Regions from separate parts of the Danio rerio genome. Here region 2 is linked to region 1. The links are chromatin contacts, called in public HiCAR-type maps. All regions are on one chromosome and are shown on one strand. Each heading gives the region's core, a stretch centred on a gene start, on an enhancer-like site or on the middle of the called end of the contact. The rest is flanking DNA. Distances are from core to core; before and after follow the strand shown.

Evidence for each region. HiCAR-type assays count read pairs that join an accessible place to other places.
Region 2: a contact with region 1 is called in a HiCAR-type map of caudal fin, with 3 times the contacts expected there. The contact joins the promoter of zgc:56556 here to the promoter of rnf152 in region 1. A contact is called at or near these places in 5 of 18 Hi-C or Micro-C datasets (caudal fin, embryo, hematopoietic stem cells and 1 more) and 3 of 4 datasets of contacts at active chromatin or transcription factors (caudal fin, embryo and gastrula embryo).

What each region holds. Positions count from the first base shown.
Region 1 is chr2:31,211,362-31,214,780 of GRCz12tu, forward strand. It overlaps rnf152 (ring finger protein 152), which reads left to right and starts at 1,709. Exons shown (of 3, transcript NM_001014358.2): 1 at 1,709-1,854. buc (bucky ball) reads left to right here. Exons shown (of 7, transcript NM_001256780.1): 5 at 1-38; 6 at 107-217; 7 at 309-854. The coding sequence ends at 340.
Region 2 is chr2:31,327,252-31,330,670 of GRCz12tu, forward strand. It overlaps zgc:56556, which reads right to left and starts at 1,545. Exons shown (of 9, transcript NM_200331.1): 1 at 1,430-1,545; 2 at 1,080-1,225. The coding sequence starts at 1,498. LOC137487827 (a long non-coding RNA gene) reads left to right here and starts at 1,605. Exons shown (of 6, transcript XR_012392371.1): 1 at 1,605-1,794.

The sequences.
Region 1 (3,419 bases), core at 459-2,958:
GAGGTCTTGGAGGCAAGTTACTGGACCTCAGGATCAAGGTAGGATATGTGTGTGTCTCTGTGTGAAGTATGCTTTTGTTTTATTTTTTTTTTTTTTCTCCCCAAAGGGAGAACTCCATTGAGAAGGTCGACTTGTAAATCAATCCACCAGCAAAGGCCAAGAAGTGAATACAATGACTATGATGAGACCGAATTTACCTACTGCCAGAGGGGCAGAGGTATGTTGAGCAGTTTAAAATGTTAAACTTTTTTTTTTTTTTTCTTTTTTTTTTTCTTCTTTGTTCTTATTTGTGCAAATTGTTCCTTCAGGTTCTATGAAGAAAAGAGGCTCAAGATACTAAACCATTATGCACTGCTGTAATACTTAATGTATTACCCTAAACTTGTGTAAAATGCACTTCACTATAAATGTACACATGGACACTGTTCTTGACTGTATGTAAATGAAAGGTATGACAGTGATGTACACCTTGCTGCATTTCCAGTGCTCAAGTTAACTTTTTTTGGGTGCTGTGCATTCATCTTAATATTATGCTGAAACTGGTCTCACTGTACCAGACCTTGACCTATGCCTACAAGGCCTTTCTAATGTGTCTTGATCTGGGAGGTGTAGATCATTTCTGAAAAAGGGGCTCTTTGCATAATCAAGGACTGGCTCATTGAGACCAATTTCGAATGTTGGTCATTGGAGATGCAGCTGGTTCAAGGGGTGATGCAGGGAAAGATGGGGAAATTAAGTGGACAATCTGGCTATTCGGCCTCTTAGTTCAGATGTGTCTTTGTTTTTATTACTGTGCTGTTTTATACATCAGTGTAATGTTAACATGCAGAAAAATAAATTTGGCTATACAGTGTTGTGTCATTAAAGTTTCCGCATTGCACTTGACATGTGTCCCAGTTTGTTTTCACTACTGTTCTTTTTATAGTGGAAAAAGCTCCACATTAAGGTGTGTCTATAATTGTTTGCAACAGTTATGCATCACATCTGCTCTTAATTTGAGCCCTAGATCGTTAGTGTGGACTTGACATAATTCCAGCATCTCAGCTAGAAGACTGTATAGTGCTTTGTTAATTCCAGGCTCAAATGTAATCATGAAAACTAAGAAACCTGTTGAACTCTTTACTAGTAAGGGTTAAAATAAGTAAAATATTGCAAAGACAGTAACAGACAAAAATCTGTAACAGACAATTTATGTGTTAAACAAAAGTGGGCTACTATTACTATAGCTGATTTTATTTTTACCATTATGATAGGTCTTATCACTTGACTACTTTGACATTAAAATGGTCTGTGTGAAGGCTTACTCTAAATATAGATCTAATTTTACCTAAAGGAATGGAATAGGCATATCTTATATTGCATCAATACATAAACCAAGTTGACTTATTTAACACCAGGATGTTGTTCAACATGTGATACTACGTTCTACTTCATAAAACACAACTTTAAATCCTATAAAGTCTTTCTAGCTATAAAAACTAATTTATATGGTTAATATTTTCTGCTAAATTTAATTTTGGATTACGTGATTTAAGATGTTTTGTTCAGTGAAAAATGAAAGGCATGAAAGTGTTTGTTTTGTAACCAATATAATCCGTCTTAAACCACTTTAACGAGCAGACCTGTTTTGACTCGACCAGCGCTGGTTCAAGGGCGTGGCAAGCTGATTAGCGGGGTTCCTTATTGGCTGTTCCATTCGCAAGCGTCTCCCGCTACTGGCTGCCCTGTGGGAGTAACAGAGCGTTTACAGTACAGCAGCCTTTGAAGAAGGCAGAGTGAAGTATGACAGATGAGGCTGCTTTGCATGTGATGTTCACCATTGTCATAGATGAAAGAAGATTATCGACATAAAAGGTGAGTTTTTTTCCGCTTTCTCCTTTCAAAGACACAACACCTAAATTACTTGGAGTTTTATGTCTGTGCATTCGCATCAAGTTTGCTCTGGGGTTTTCTCGACTGTACTCGCACGTTAAACAGTTTACAACGCGCCAATTTTCCGTTGTTTTGTTGCATATTTGCTGCATTACGTTTTCTTATACAGCGTGCAATTTAGAAATTTAACGTTGAACTTAATTAGAGCGCGTCGTGTTTATGTTCAGAGCAAGTTTAACTTATTCTCCCCAGTTTTGTGTTTGCTGTGTTATCCATCAGTGTAGCACAGTATAACGTGCCCTTTTACTTTGCGGAAAGAGCTTTATGTCTCTTTTCCGGTTCAAGTCTTGTTTTGATTGTTTAGAGGCACGCCACAATGGCCGCATGTCAACTAGCAAGCTTCCTACCTAGGCAGCATTTCTGAGTGGCACAGGTGTACTGGACTTTAAAAGCACCCATCATACCCAGAAACGTTAAGCTGCAGCCATCTGAAAGTTAAGGCACAGACAATGACAACTAGTCTAAATATGCCTATGTTTAAAAACATACTTGCCCTGATAATGCCTGTGCATGTCAAACATTCCAAAATATTTAGGTTATCCCTATAAAATCCCTCAATCTTTGTCTCACGGTCTGTTTGTGTTATTTGACATAAACAGAAATATTGACATCAGAGGGTGTTTTTGACTTTACTGTGTCCTTGGGATCCGATTAGTAAATTCCTCAGATATTATCTTACATTATCTCATCTCAGGGGCTTTGCTATCAGACGCTGCTTGATCCACTCAGTATTCGAGAGACCTTTTCCCTATACATTTGGTTTCTTATTAACACAGGTTTGTGTTGATGATCAGCATTGTACTTTAATCAGTGTGAAGGTTCTGTTAATTTGACAACCGTTCTGACAACATTTCTGTACAAAGTTAAATGCTTATCTGGATTGTGTCACAAACACACCTTGCTCACTTGAAGTCCAGTGGGTTCATTACAAAATTAAACACTAATGAAGATCGTGGCACTTTGCCGCATAAATTATGTGCTACCTTGGGATGTTTCACATTTCTGCATTGTTTACACAGGTTAACGCTGGAGGTGCTGAGCTGTAACAAACATCCTATGTTGCATGGGGGAAAAAAAGGCATCAAAAAGTAAAGGCCAAGGACATGCTTGAATAGCGCCCCTCCCCACCATAGTCAGCGCATTGCCCTTGAGAATGGCACAGAGCTTCAGTTTTTAAGTGACGTTTTTCATTTCCCCCTTTTTCTTTACCCCCTTTCTGACAAATCCCCTGATTCAGCTGCATCCATCAGGTTGATGCTCTGCTCTAGCATGCAGCTGACATTTTGTTATTTGGTTGTTTCATTGTCTTCGTTTTTAAGACGTCAGACTAATAGGTGACCTCAGCAAAGCTTCCACCATATTTCTTTATAGCTGAGAAATAGTTTCACATTTGGTAATATCTCGTGAGGTGCATCTAGTCTGCTAATCCCATTGCATTTCTTTAGTCATGCTCTTGACCCCCCCCCCCCCCCCCCCCCCTTTTTTTT
Region 2 (3,419 bases), core at 295-2,794, 120 kb after region 1:
TTCGAAACACCAGTCTACGGTGCGACCTAGTGGTCATTTTATTTGTATTGCACTGAAACAGCTTCAGCAAAGAACAGTTGAGCAGATTGGGGTATTAAAACCCACTTTGTAGCAATGAAGCTACAAGTGGTTTAGTCGAGCGGTTAGAGTTTGTGACTACCATCTGGGTATAGTGGGTCCGAATCCAGGCTGATAAAGTTATTTTGAAAATGCTTTAATACCAGTTGGTAATGCTTTGTTTTTGTATCGTTTTGTTTCGACATTGCTCTGACATCCGAATAAACACCTTGTAAATAAATTTGTATTGTTTTGGTCATAAAAAAGGGTTTTTGCTAGATAAAGTTGTGGCCAGAAGATAACAATATTTATTTATATTATTAATTAAATTTCCCATTGTATTTTATTAACGACTATTCAAAACCTAACCCCATCACTGTACTGTAAAAATATTAATTATTGTTTTACAGTGTTACAAAAATGATGCTAAATTGATGGTGTATCCGCAGCTGTATCCTATCTAGACTTAGACTACACCATAAAACAGTAACATGATTAAAATACATAAAATGTTTGTACTAGTCGGGATTCGAACTCAAAATTAATTTGAATTACAGTTTCCACGTGCACACGCAGGTGTTTCGAAACACTTTAGTCACGTGACCTAGGTGTTTCGGATCATGCTTCGGTGCAGTGTTTCGAAACACTTGCGCTTCGGGATCTCGACACTTTGTCGAAACGTCAATTTCACGTCAGCCATCCCTAATGTTGTTAGGGATCATTCCACAGTGGTGACCCCCTAATAAAGGCACTAAGCCGAAGGAAAATGAATGAATGAAAATTATAACTTGACTGTCAATTTTTACAGCATTAATATATGAAAACAGACATTATATATTGAAAAATTTATATTAATTTGTTAAATTAAAATCACCATTAAACAATCATTATGAAACAACACATTATTTTCAGATATTGGGAAAAACCAGGGACAATTGGTCTTAGTAAAATAAGGACAACTTTTAATGTTTATTATAAATGTCTATACTTGTGTCCAAAGTTGTTGAAATCCTTAAACTCACCTGAGCAGAGTCTCTTTATCATACACTGTATCAGCAGGCATATTCACAGGAATGAGGAGATCAGGGTGCGAGTCCAAATGAACCATTTTAATGCCCTTCATTGGAATATGTCTAGACCCAATGGCACGATATATGTGCTGGACAACCTAAAACAGAAAAAAGGTAACAGTACAATTAAATGGTAATTGTTTACATGTTTAAATAGTGATCTATCATTGAAAGTTCCAGTTTTGTTTTTATTAATTCTTGGCTTTATTCATCATAATTTTTTACTCGTTTTGCCGAATTTGTTGGTAACTTAGTTAGTTCGCGTTAAATCAACATGAACTGAAATGACGTCCTTTGTCTACCTCGTGATGGTCCTCCACAATCCATACGGGCAGTTTAGGATAAACGCGTTTCTGAGGGGGTGCGTTCATATTTTAAAGATTTCTTATGCTTTTCTAAAGCTACGATAGCATTTGACAGATTTATTAATGTTATGATATGCCGCTATAAGAGGTGCACTGTGCGTCTTTGTTTCTCGACCGGGTGGAAACAAGATTAGAATACGTTTTGGATTCCTACGACAGCTAGAGTAATTTGTTTTAACCACAGACTGTAAAAGATTTTAAACAGACTGTAAAGTATTTTATATATTTTTTCCTGAAATCGATGAAATGGGAGTGGATCAACTTGCAAACATTTTCCTTCCACAGAAGAAAGAAACTATTAGGTAAGGGATAGCATAGATGAGGTAATATGGTATGAAATAACAACAATTAGCAATATCAACTTTTTAAACAGAATTCCTTTCTAAAGATGAAACCCTTGCAGTTTTGATCACCTTTTGCAAAAATAAATACATTTTTATTGCCTTAAAATAAAGTTAATGTCTGTTAATGTTTTACCAACATGAACAAATAATGAAAAATACACAAATTGTAGTATTTATTCATCTTTGTTAACGTGAAGGCAAATAATGCTAACATTGTTTATTTTTAGTTCTGTTAGCAAGCATGAATTTGTTTCTTAATATTTATAAATGTGGAACTATGACTAATAAATGCTGTACGCCTACAAGTATTGCTCATTATTTAACATTAACCAATAAAATCTTATTGTAAAATGTGACCACAAAAACAAACATTTATAGCATTTTTAAAATGAACTAAGGCAACATGATTGTTCTCCTAAATGTCGACTGCAATTTTTAAAAAATAATATGTGATTCCCCGCCCCCCACCCCCTGTGATATTATGTGACCCCCACCCCTTCCCCCTACTGGCTGAGGCCCTCCTTTGGGCTGTGACCCGCTGTATTATAAACAACCGCCGTGGGAACCACTGTATTATAAAGTAATACAATCTAAGTCCTTATGTCCTTGAATTAATAGTCTTATTCTTTAAAGATCATATTTTGATTTGTTTTGGTTAAGGTCCGAATGCCGTGTAAAAAATGAAGACAATTTAGCACTTCTATTACTATTCATAGGTATGATATTCCAAATAAAACTTTACTGCCAAAAAAGTAAAGGTCTACAGGTCTTCAGGAGGTCATAAAACTCCTGCAAAGAAGCTATAAGGATCTGCAGACAACTCAAGCTGTGGTTTCTGTCGCTTATCAATATTGCATTGGCAAATTTTACTCCAGAATATGAATTGGCTGTCCATGAGCTGAAGGCTAATAATGGTTATAATCTAAATGTATAGTTCCTTCAGAAAGTTTTCACTTCACTTCATTCAATTTTCACAAACTCTCCTGGCTGTAACTCTAAAATTTAAACCTCTCAGGTATTTTTTCACTTTCTTGCTAACACAGTCATTCAAAATGTAGACTAATAACCCAAAATGCTTACACTTAAGAATGTGCCAAGAAAAATAAGTGTAGGTCTGTTGCTCTTCAACATGACATGAACAGTGAAGAATCCATAAGGATCTGCAGACGACTCTCGCATTGGCATCTGTCAGTTATACTGTACAGTATATCAATATTGCATTGAGAACTTTTACTCCAGAAAAGCAACCTCTATATTCTGTGAGCTGAAGTTTTAAGAGAGGCAAGCTTAAATGTATAGCGTCTTCAGGAATTATTCACTTCACTCACTTGGATTTTCACATATACACTCAAAAAATTATTTTTGCTGCTAGTACTTCTACTACTTTTTAAAAGGAGCTGAATCAACACAATTCTTGAGTTTTTGGGAGCACAACTTAATTATTTCATGTTCAATAAGCTTAAATTTGTGACAACAAATTTTACTCCATTTGTGTTGGGACAAAATGAAGGAATTGTGTGGAACCCTGCATTTTTCACCCATCTTGTTCTGTTAGATTTGTAAATTTGAAACTCCACATGTAT